Regions from separate parts of the Sus scrofa genome. Here region 2 is linked to region 1. A link is a contact called in public HiChIP or PLAC-seq data. All regions are on one chromosome and are shown on one strand. The core of a region is the stretch at or near the end of the contact, and the rest is flanking DNA. Distances in the headings are between cores, read along the strand shown. Region 1 overlaps TMED10 (transmembrane emp24 domain-containing protein 10). Region 2 overlaps BATF (basic leucine zipper ATF-like transcription factor).

The links. HiChIP or PLAC-seq counts read pairs in DNA pulled down with a chosen protein or histone mark.
Region 2: a contact with region 1 is called in an H3K27ac HiChIP or PLAC-seq map of alveolar macrophages. The contact joins two enhancer-like sites. A contact is called at or near these places in 3 of 47 Hi-C or Micro-C datasets (embryonic fibroblasts, fetal heart ventricle and skeletal muscle) and 1 of 2 datasets of contacts at active chromatin or transcription factors (alveolar macrophages).

The regions. Positions count from the first base shown.
Region 1 is chr7:98,339,408-98,345,410 of Sscrofa11.1, forward strand. TMED10 (transmembrane emp24 domain-containing protein 10) reads right to left here. Exons shown (of 5, transcript XM_001926711.5): 3 at 2,360-2,433. Among named protein-coding and RNA genes, the nearest start is that of TMED10, 20 kb to the right of the region's middle. Within about 2 kb of position 2,289, at least 46 of the 83 cell types and tissues checked have an H3K27ac peak or open chromatin away from gene starts, as enhancers often do. A contact at or near this core is called in alveolar macrophages, embryonic fibroblasts and skeletal muscle, where this site is marked.
Region 2 is chr7:98,685,437-98,691,439 of Sscrofa11.1, forward strand. All of the region lies in intron 2 of BATF (basic leucine zipper ATF-like transcription factor), which reads left to right. Among named protein-coding and RNA genes, the nearest start is that of BATF, 18 kb to the left of the region's middle. Within about 2 kb of position 3,600, at least 56 of the 83 cell types and tissues checked have an H3K27ac peak or open chromatin away from gene starts, as enhancers often do. A contact at or near this core is called in alveolar macrophages, embryonic fibroblasts and skeletal muscle, where this site is marked.

The sequences.
Region 1 (6,003 bases), core at 1,039-3,538:
CCTAAAAAGTGGGGGAAAAAATTTACTATAGGTGATTTACAATGTTCTGCCAATTTTTGAGCAAGGTTAAGGGAACCTAGCCACAGACTGAGAAAAGGGCTGGGTTTTGGCCTATGTCAAAACCACTTCCTTTCTGCCTCAGTCTGATCTGCTTTTTTGGGGGGTGGGGGAATGGGGAGGTAGGTCACTGAAGAAAGTATTGGGAGGAGTTTCTTGGTTAAGAAAAAGACTTTAGAGCTGTGTTGTAACCATGTGCGTAAAGAAAGGCTTAGGACGCGACAGACTTCCGAAGCAGGAAGCAGGCAAAGGAAGCACTGTGGTTTCCTTTCTGCTAGGGATTCCCCTCCTGGGTTAAGTAAAAGGTCAGGAAAAATAAAGGACTTTTCCCAGTGTTAACAAAGTCCAAGGATGATGGCAATTCCAGGAGGTATAGGTTCTAAAATGCTATCTGACAGCCCACATCATTCTATATGTAAACTCACCATAATACCATCTATTTTAGAGAAGAACAAACTATGTCTAATATAAACCAAGTGTCCTGTTATTTAATATATAACACCTACTGATGGCCATCATATTAGAGGGGAAAAGTCACAAAAGGCAAAATTCCACATAAAAGCAACTCAATGAATGCTTGCCTAGAGAATTGTCTGAGGTGGATGATACAGCAGCAGTACTCAAAAACTGAAAATCATTTCACCTACTCTTCTACCTCATAATAATATAACATTTTTCTTAGTGTTTTAGACCTTACAACAGCACTTTAACATATTATATTGTTTAAATATAATCAGGATTCTCCTGAATCATAAACACTTAAAAGGATTTTTCGATTTACTCCTAAATTCATCAGACAAAGAGGCTCTTGCTTTAACTCTTTTAACTAAACTATCCTGAAGCCAGAAACAAGCAAGAGTCTCCACTAGGAACTGTCTTCCACTCACAGCTCCATCAATTGCTCCTGTTTCCTGCCTACAAATAACTCAGTCTAGTTTTGTTCAACTGAACCCATGAACTAGGAAAAAGAGGCAAGACCTGGAGAGCTGCAATTATTGCAGTACTACTTCCTGTTGAAGAAGCAGCCAGTGGCTTCCAGTCTTCTTCCATTTTAGGATATTTCCCTTCTAAGTTCTGACCAAAGATAGAACAATTTCTCCCGCTCCATCATTTCTAGAGAATTTGCTTAAATCACTTAAAGCAACTTTCCTTTGTTTATTCAGTTTACCTTCTTCAAAAGCCATTTGTATTTCCTACACCCCATCTTTTCTTCATGCCTTCGGGTACTGTTGTAGAAAGACTCTGATCTGGGTAAAAACATGCTAATCTTTCTATAAAGATCAATCCTCCAATCTTAAATAGTTCTTGTGGTTTTTCAAAGGTGCTCTTCATTTGAAGAGCCTTTTTTGTGCTGCCTCCAGAGTCTCTCATGAAAGGGATAGGAAGGGCTCAGTCCCCCTTCCCCTTATTCTATGCACACTTCCACCTTCCTACCACCCAAATAAAGGTCTGTTTTTGTTCTCTACGATACTTCTGGTTAGCAAAAATCCTAATCTCGGAGTTCCTGCTGTGGCGCAGTGGAAGCAAATCTGACTAGGAACCATGAGGTGGGTTCGATCCCTGGCCTCACTTGGTGGGCTAGGGATCTAGCGTTGCCATGAGCTGTGGTGTAGGTCACAGATGTGGCTCAGATCTGGCGTTGCTGTGGCTGTGGGGTAGGCTGGCAGCTGTATCTCAGATTCAATCCTTAGCATGGGAACGTCCATTCGCCGAGGGTAAAAAAGCAAAACAAAAACAAAGCAAAACAAAACACACCTAATCTCTTGCAGTTTTTCTTCCATCTTGCTCTCTTTCTGAAAAATTTGAAATTGAAATTATTTTAACTAAAAGCTACTTTTGACTACTACATTTCTCAAAGACAGCACAGTTGTTCAAGTCTAAATAGCAATGAATCCATGCCCTAGTTTTATACATAGCTGTCACTCTGGGAATAAAAGCCATAGGGATTAAAACCAAATCACTTCTCTTAACCTTGAACATTAACATATAAATGAATTCCGGCTTTAAAAAATTACAACTATATATCTGGTTTCTGTCTCAAGAGCACTAATAGCATATACTTAAGTGTTTCATCATACCAACATTTCTATGGGACAGTTGGTCCAGTCACTTGGCTGACAGCACAGCCAGAATTATTGTTCAAGGCTGTTAACATAACTTTTTATATCAAGCTGGTTGTCACATGACTGCTGAGAAAACCACAGCCTTCTGGGCAAAGCACAGCCTGCTGGCCTGACTAGGTCACAGAAACCTCACAGACCAGCATGCTGCTGCCTCTACTGGCTGTTACAGCAGGACATACCTCTTCGTAATTTTTTGCCTCCACTCCATGCTTCATGTCTAGGATCACGAGTTGGTCAGGTATCCGCCCTGTTCCTGAGAAAGAAATCAAAGGATTCATTGTGCGGAATATTTAAAATTCCGGGAAATCACCCACCCACCCTCTCTCTCCCTCCCTAACCCCTACCCTCTCAATAGAGGGAAATAGCCTCAACTCCTCCCCCTACTCAGCTGCAGAAAATTCCTGGCTCTGGCTAAAAATCACAAGCATTCCAGACAAAGCCTCTATCTGTGAGGGGGGCCAGAAAGCAACGAGAACACGCTGCTGGCAAACATCTCTGAGGGAGCAGCACACAAGATATGTAGTTGGCACCACAGAGGAATAGAACCAGAGAAGAGAAAACACACTGGCTTATTGGATTAGGAAATAAAACTCCAAAGTCAAAACATCATACAACTGACTGGCATACAAACCCGGAGGTAGTGGGCACCAGCTTAGGCCGAAAAGTACATTTCCACATCTAAAAAGGCTGACCCATGAAATTCTGAGAGAAGGATTACTGCATACACGCTAAGCCTGAATTTACTTAATACAAATACAAGTACTGAAAAGACCACAGCATTTATCTAATATTTTATAGGACTAAAGTATTTTGGTCAATGTAAGGCCATTTCAATAAGTAAACAAAATGTTATAGAACTAGTCCCACAAAACCCTTACAAGAGAAGAGCCCAAGAAGAAACTTGACAAAAAGAGTACAGTTCTTGGAGATACTTCTTAAAAGAGGAATGTTAATTTGGGATAGTAGGATCAACAGAGCAATGTTCATATTAGAAAAGGCAATCTGCCTTTTTTGGGGGGGTGGATCTTTTTAGGGGCACACCCATGGCATATGGAAGTTCCCAGGCTGGGGCTGAATCAGGGCTGCTGCTGGCCTATGCCACAGTCACAGCAACGCCAAATACGAGATGGGTCTGCATCCTACACCACAGCTCACACTAACACCAGATACTTAACCCATTGAGCAAGGCCAGGGATTGAACCTGCATCCTCATGGATACTAGTTGGGTGCGTTACCACTGAGCCACCACAGGAACTCTAGGAAAAAGTAATCTGATTCAGCTTGATCAGAAAGAATTCTAATCTTAAATCATCAAGTGGGAGTAAAGGGACTGGAGTGGTTCAAAAGAGCCCCAGAAAATTGCTCAGTCCCAATTCCCTGGAATTTACCCGATTACTTATAAATTTCAAAACTGCCTGCATGAAATTAGGAGTTTTGGAAACGGTGCCACTTAAGCACTTGGGTTCCTAAGACCATAAGCCAGAGAATGCACTGAACACTGAGAGACACTGGAGATTTTCTGAGATGGACTGAAGCCAAATCAATAACTACTCATTTAGAGCTCACTAGGAACTAGAACTGTGCTAGATATTTCAATCTCTGCCTTCAAATAATACAATGGGCATCTAATACATAAATATGCATAACAGCTACAGTGAAAATGCAAAGCAGTATAAAACTTTAAGGGTAAAAAAAAAAAAAAAGGTTCAGATAATCCCAGCTATGAAGCAAAAGTTAGAGGAGGTGAGAGATTAGTTGTGGACAGACTTTACTCAAGAGGTAGCACCTGAAGGCAGACAAGGTATGGTAGGCAGAAGGAAACACATGAGCAAAGACTTACTGAAAGGAGTGTGTGGCATGTTTAAAAGACAGTAAAGAAATCCTTCTTGGAGTTCCTGTCATGGCTCATCGGTTAGCAAACCTGACTAGCATCCATGAGGACACAGGTTCGATCCCTGGCCTCTCTCAGTGGGTTAAGGATCCAGCATTGCTGTGAGCTGTGGTGTAGGTTGCAGACACAGTTCGGATCTGGCGTGGCTGTGGCTGTGGTATGGGCTGGCGGCTACAGCTCCAATTAGACTCCTAGCCTGGGAACTTCCATATGCCATGGGTGTGGACCTAAAAAGACAAAAAAAGACCAAAAAAAAAAAAAAAAAAAAGAAAGAAATTCTTCTGGATAGACTAGAAAGATAAATTTGAGAGCAATAAAATAAGAAAGAACAGTAGGATCAAGAAATTAAGACAAGTCACAGATAGCTTCTGAGCACTGAACCAATGTTTCCCAAAGAAAACAAAAAACTACACCCAGAGAGTTCTCTTCTCCCAAATCCAATGTGCAGTGCTGATCATAACATCGCCCATAAGAGATTCAATACAAAAATTTTGATTCTCCTTCCTCATTTAAAAAACTGTGAAATCCAAGCAGCTCACAGCTCCACCTGGTCCAAACAGATTCTTCCCACTGTCTGTTCACCACAGCACAGCTTCAGCATTATTCAAACACGAGTGAAACCACAAAACCACAGACCACCTGAGTCCAGACCATATAGTCTCTTGCACAGAAGAGACAGCCCATCCCATTGGTTGGTATCGTGGCCCTCAAGGGTTTCCTTTGTAAAAAGATGTTTTAGTAATTTCTCTCCGCATTTGCCTGGCAATGTTTTAAAAGGTCCTCCAAAGACTACAAGGTATAAGGTCTTCTTATCAGAATAAAGAGAGAATACAAACTAAAAATTGAGTGCTGACTATTTCTGTGTGTGTATACAAACATTTATACATGTGTATACACATACATACAAATATATACACACTTTTTTTTTTTTTTTTTTGCTTTTCAGGGCCACACCTGTGACGCATAGAAGCTCCCAGGCTAGGAGTCGAATTGGACCTGTAGCTGCTGTCCTACACTATAGCGATAGCACGCCAGACCCAGACTGCATCCTCGACCTACACCAGCTCATGGCAATGCCAGATCTTTAACCGCACTGAGCGAGGCCAGGGATCAAACCCACATCCTCATGGATACCAGTTGAGTTTGTCACAGCTGAGCCACGACGGGAACTCCTTATACACACATTTTAATACCAGTTCCTGAGCAATTACATGGATAGTACCAGCACAAAAGATACTCATGGCTCGGCAGGTTAAGTATCTAGCATCGTCACTGCCATGGCTGTGATACACACACACACACACGTATATATGCCAATCAGTAAGTGATGCACTATTCAGAGGAAACCACACTGACCTCCTTGCTGTTTCTGAGACACGCTCAGCATCTTGAGGCATTTGCTTTTTCTCCAAAGCCCTCATTACCACTGGACTTATACTTGTCTACTGTCTGTTTGCTCCAATGAAAATGTAAGCTCCATTGAGAGCACAGACTTCTGTTTTATTCACTGCTATAATATCCTCAACACCAAGAACAGTGCTAGATGAATCAACTGATGGAGATATTGAGCAGACTAGAATGGTTGAGAAATGTATGGATATGGGAATATACATATATGGGAAGAGAGCGTTTTGTTTTAGCAAATGAATAAATGCGACATGTTTAGAGGATGGGGCAGAATGGCTGGGGCCTGATGAGCAGTGGAAGATATGGTTGGATGGAGCAAGAGTATAAAGACTACTAAATGCATGATGCCTAAAGTCCCTTCCAGTTAGAAAATTCTGTGATTCTGGGATTCATTCTATCGAACAGGAATATTTCTACCCCAAGGAAGGTGGGGCAGTGCGTTAAGGATACGGCATTGCCATGGCTGGGTCGTAGGCCATAGCTGCAGCTCAGGTTTGATCCCTGGCCCAGGAACTTCCATATGCT
Region 2 (6,003 bases), core at 2,350-4,849, 350 kb after region 1:
CATGTGGTTGAATATGTGGAATGAATTGGGGGCAATTTTGTGGGTACATCCCCAGACACTCTGTCCCAGAGGCCCGGCAGTTTGAAAGAAAGAAAGAAAAGAAGGAAAAAAGAAAGGAAGAAAAGAAGGAAGGAAGGAAGAAAACGAAACAAACTCAGACTTGAGGTTGATGGCAATTATTAGTTGTTTGTTTTTTAAAATGTGGGCTTGCTCGTGAGAACCTAATTTGAGGTAACAGTCAGGATTTCCCTCTGCTGCAAATAATAACAGGAAAATGATTAGAGGCATTGACAAGTCACCATTTGCATTTTATATTTGTCTCATGTATAAGAAGCTCAGAAGTGGATGAACCAGGGATAATGCAAGGATGTCATCAAAGAACTGAGCTCCTCTCTCTCTATGCAGCCATCCCCAGTATGTGGTTTTCATCCTCAAGGCTGCAGGATGGCTGCTGACCCTCCAGACATCAATCTGTGACCAGGCGGCCCTTGTCTGGTGAGGCTTTGCTTTTTTACCTGGAAAGGAAATATCCACCCCCCTGGTACTTCTACTTGCACCTAATTGGTTAATTATCTGTCACATAGTCACCCTTACCCGCAGAGGAAGCTGGGTAATTGAGGAATTCTTTTCCCAGCCTCTCTAGAGGAAACCAGGGGGAAGGAGTTTGGCATAGATGTTGAGCGAGCCAACCTACAGTGTTTCTCACACGATGGTCAATGAAGTCATGAAATCACAGTCCCGAAAACCAAGAAACAGACGACAGGACCCTAGACAGTGCCCTGCGGGGCATGGCTGGCGTGGCTAAGCATCAGTGGATGATGAGGTGCTGATGGTTCTGGAGCTTCAGCTTTAAGGCATGAAAGTGAAGCTTTCTCCAGAATTATTCAGTGTGAAGACCTGTGGTTTAGTGATTCCTCTTCTCTCCTCCCAGGTGAGGAACAGGAGTTGGGGTTAACTTCCCCAGAATTGGTGAGAGAGGTGGGCATAGACCCCACTATGGCTGGGGACGTGCCCTGCCTCTCAGTTCGCAGACTCCTCCAGGAAGGGTGGATTCCACCCTATGTCTGCATGCGGGACGGGGGTTGGAAACTGCTGGGAACTGAACAAACTGCTGGGTGTGAGGGACCTGAGCTTTACACACTCCTCTCACACTGGCGTGTGGGTGGGAGCTCAAAGGTCACCTTACCAATAAATGTTCTGTTGAAAAGGAAACACACAGGGACTATTTTCACCCTTCTGGAAAGTGTGATTAGAAAATTCAAGGAGAAGGTCAACGCACTACACCAGAGCTGGCAGGAAGGAGGACCAAGCCCTGAGCAAAAGGCCTGGAGAGTCCCTGTCAGAGCCTTGGGTCAGAGCCTGTCCTCAGCCTTGGTCCCAACTGTCTTCCCTGTGGGTTGGGGACCTGCCTGGGGTTTCCCCGTCACTCAAGAGCTCTGCGAGTGACCCCCTCCTCAGCCCCTCCAGGAGGGAATTTCCCAGAATGTTCCCACACCCCCAGAAGCCTCCTCCTTAGCCACCCCCAAGCTGCTTGTGGTTCATGGCAGGCTTGGCACCAAGTAATCTCACAGGTGAGGGTGAATGGTGAACCTTAGCATCTCGGTCTGCATGAGATGAGAAAACAGGGAAGATGAAATTGGAAAGTCACCCAGGTCGAGGCCCTCACAGGAGAAAAATGACCAGATATCATAAGACCTAAACAGACCTCAGAGGCGAGAGAGCATGGTGGGTACAGACTCTGAAGCCAGAATCCCTCCATTTAAGCACTGGTCCTATCACTGACAAGCTGCGTGACCTTGAACGGGTTACTTCACTCCTCTGTACTTTGGCTCTTCCTACTCTGTAAAATGTGGTTAAAAAAACATTATCTACCACATAGGGTTGTTGCAAAGATGAAAGACAATGATAACTGTTAAGTACTTTAAAAAGGGATTGGCACATGGTAGCGCCCAATGAATGTTATTATTAAGTCAAGCTGGATGAGTCTTTTAAAAAGTTGGCTTCATAGACTCTTGCTCATATAAATTGAGCCTATACACCTCTGCTCCCAACACACACACACACACACACACACACACACACACACACCCCTTTCCAATAGCGGCTCTGTCTAGTTGGCTAACACACACAGGTAGTCCATCTAAAATCTGCCACATTTGAGGAGTTCTCTTGTGGCGCAGCGGGTTAAGGATTGGGCATTGTCGTTGCAACATCTTGGGTCGCTGTTGTGGCATGGGTTTGATACCTGGCCCAGGAAACTTCCCTTGCAAAAACAGACGAGCAAACTGAAATAGTTCAAAGTTGGTGAGGGCTTGGAGCTCTTCTAATCCTGTGGTTTTATACACTCCCCTGGGGAGCCTGTAGCAACCAGTGCCCAGACGCACCTCAGATGATCAAATCAGAATCAGGCATCAGGATTGCTAAAGCTTTCCAAGGACCCCACGGTTCCCAGCTTGGGGCCAAGGTTGAGAATCTAGGCTTCCTCTTTTAAAGTGAGGCAACTGAGGCTCAGAGAGAGAAAGTCAGTCCCCGAGGGTCACTCAGCCAGGATCAGGACCTCTAGCCACAGCTAACTGATGGAGCCCACTGTTGCCATGTATTCCAGCCCTCGCTGTGCACCTAGGGAAGGTCTGGCCCCAAGTCAGTCCTCTAACAGAGTAGAGGGACAGGGGAGTCCCTCCCAGCTCAGGGCGGGAGGTGATGATCAGCTCTGATTGGAAGAGTGTGACTGACTCAGGGTTCTTGTGTTATATTCCAGGATCATCCAGACCAAGACCCAGTTTTCCCTTAGGAGGCTGCAGTGATCTTAGTGACCTCTGGGGATCTTGAGTTCCCAGTCTCTCAGGGAAGCAGTGGGTGTGCTCGAAGGCGCACAGGGCTGAGGATGGGGAAACCCCGAGCCCAGCCCTCTCTGCACCTTCACGGTTCTGGGGTTTGGATCAATCAGCCACTCAAGGCTTCTGGACCTCTGAGATAATAAGTGTCTTGAGGTGAATCCTATAGCCCTTTGTCCCAGCAGCTGCTGCCACCAGCCTGTAGTTATGGGGGGGGGGGGGAGAAGAGGGGCGGAGGCTGGTTTGTGGAGGAGGTTTGTCCCAGGGTCTCAGCTGGTCTCATCTCTAAAGTAGGGATAATGATAACAGCTGGCCTTCCAGAGCCACTTCAGAGGGTTAGTGTGAGGAGCCAGGAGGACCTAAAAGAATTCGGAAAAGCAGAAAGCAGGTTACCTGGAAGCCCGAGGGTAGCTACGCTCACCCCTCCCCCACGGCGGCATTAGACTTGCTTGTTAGAAGCCGAAATTTACATTCCAAATTTACTCCTTTACTTTTCCCCCTGAGTTCTAGGTTTCCAGCCCCCACTTGCAATTTAGGGGAAAGGGGGCGTGTGATCATGGTACTTCTGGGTACAGAGCTCCTCCTATGGCTGCCGTTGCCAGCTGTCCCTGTGTGAGAGTCCTTTCCAGGGCATGGCGGCCCGGAGGGTCAGAATGGACCAAACAGTGGCAGGTGGGGACGCGGAGGGATGCGAGCCCCAGATCAGCCACTTCCTCCTGCAAGGGAAGTCAGACTCTTCCTCTGCTAAGTGTCTGGCTGGCTGCAGGGCCTCCGGGGTTGGCAGTGCTAGTTTCTCTGGGGCCCTGGCAGGAAGCAGTCTTGCTTCCCAAGGTTAAGGCAAGTGTCTTGTCACCGGTGGCTGTTTTTGAGTTAGAGGCGGCGGCGGTTAGGGAAACTCCTGGAGCTCTGGGATCTGCGAGCCCGCGGGGTAGGGCTCCCTTAGGGAGGAGGAGCCTGCTGTCACTTCCCGAAAGCTGGGCGGGCCTCCAGGCAGAGAGAAGGTCAGAGCGGTTGTCCCTGCGGCCCGCCTACCCGGCCCCTCCCTTCTGCCTCGGGGTTTGCCCAGGCTCTTCGGAGCACAAAATTTACAGTAAATGTTGTCACCCAGTGGAAACTCTCAGAGGGGGCGAGGCAAAGGGCTAGAGGAAAGGGCCAAGACTCCCGGCCCCCAGTTCCCGGTCTTACCAACACCCCCCCCAATCTCATGTGTTGCTTTATCTTACCTTTCGGTAAAAAGGGGATGCCCTCCCTCTGGGATGTGCCCAGAAACAACCATATGGTAAGAGCCGGCCACACCTTGCAGAAGCAGCAGCCAGCCCTCGATTCTACCATCATGGCTCTTAGGATCCCAACCCCCACCTCATTTTAGAGGTGACCCTTTCCTTTGTACCGACCTAGGTACATTTTCTAGCTCAGTGCCACGTACAGGAAATGCCAGGCTGAGGCTGAGCCTGCTTGCATCTGTCCTTCACAAATGGATGGAAGCTGGCTTGATGGGTAAGGCATCACTTAAAAAGAACCCCTGTGCTTGCGTTAGAGCCACTGGGCAGTGTAACCTGCTTTCTCATTTACCTGGAGCTCATGCTCCCAATGGATTATCAAGGCAAATTTTCTTTTTTTTTTTAATTTTTTTTTTCAAGTAAGTTATCCAGTTTTATTAACTTGATTTCTGTTGTGGACTACATTTTAGCTGTGTAAAGAACCTTGGGTAACATTTGACCTCTGAGCTTTATTTATTCTTTTTGTCTTTTTCGGGCCACACCCATGGCATATGGAAGTTCCCAGGCTAGGGGTTGAACTGGCGCTGCAGCTGCTGGCCCACACGACAGCCACAGCAACGCCAGATCTGAGCTGCATCTGCAACCTACATCGCACCTCACAGCAATGCCAGATCTTTAACCCACTGAGTGAGGCCAGGGATCAAACCCACATTCTCATGGATACTAGTCTGGTTCATTACCACTGAGCCATGACGGGAGCTCCATCAAGGCGAATTTTCAATGTCAAGTTATCTCATGTCTGCTTGCTGCCCACTGTAATTCTGAGTCAACTTCTGGTCCAGCAGTTGATGTCTTCAGGCTGTCAATCACCAAACATTTGAGTTCATACTCTATGCCAGGTACTTAAAAAGTGCTTGAATAATTGAAACAAATTTAATATCATAGTTGACATTAATATTTAACGACTGTTTTCAAACTTGCCTGATCATTAGAATAACCCTGAGTACCCGTTAAAAATTCAGATTCCTAGAATTCACCCCAAATCCCAAAACTTTTGAGTTCAAATCTCTAGATTTCAGGGAGAGCCTGAAACTATATTTTTAACATGCCCTCAAAAAATTCTAATGATAGGGCAAGTTTAGAAAATACTAACCCAAGTCAAACAGAACTAGAAAAATAAAACCTGGACTCCAAATATTAGATTACTTTTGAACTAAAATGTAATTTATTTGCATCTCCAGTGCCATTTTTCCTTCCTCTATGGGTACTGATGATTAGCAGAGAAGGTCTGTTTGAGTCTAGGAATGCGAACCTAAAAATCACATTGGACTTGCAGTTCCCCTAGGTTTTCTGAAGGTGGGATTGTTTTCTAGTAAATGCTAATTATCAGGGTGTGATTGTTGATAACTTAATGGTGTGATCAGTAATCAGCGCTCTTTACCCTGAGTTTTCCTGACTAGCATGTATCTGATGGTTTCCTTAAGCAACAGGGGAGAGGTGTGTCTGGAAAAAAAGGAAGCACAGGTACTTGAACTCATCCCGAGGACTGCAGAACAAGCTGCTGGGAGGCAGGATGGAGTGGATGGAACACTGTGCTAGACTTGACCATTCACTATTTAGAAAGACCCTAAATGTCCTTGAATCAGGATGAAGTAGATAATGAACCACAGGCTCCGTTTGTAAGACTAAATGCAAACCCTGGGATGGCTAAAAGCCACCATAGAACGAAGAGCAGAAAAGAGTGAAATTAGTATAAGATGTTATCACAAACACTTTTTTAAAATTTTCTTTCCATTTTGGGGAGCTCTGGCCTGCCAGCTGGTTTCCCTTGACATACACTTGCCCCGGTCAACCCTCACACACACTCAGAGAGATCCACGCATCTACACCTGCACACCCAGGAGCATGCGCACGTGCAGATGCACCCACACATCTCTTAGGTGGGACCA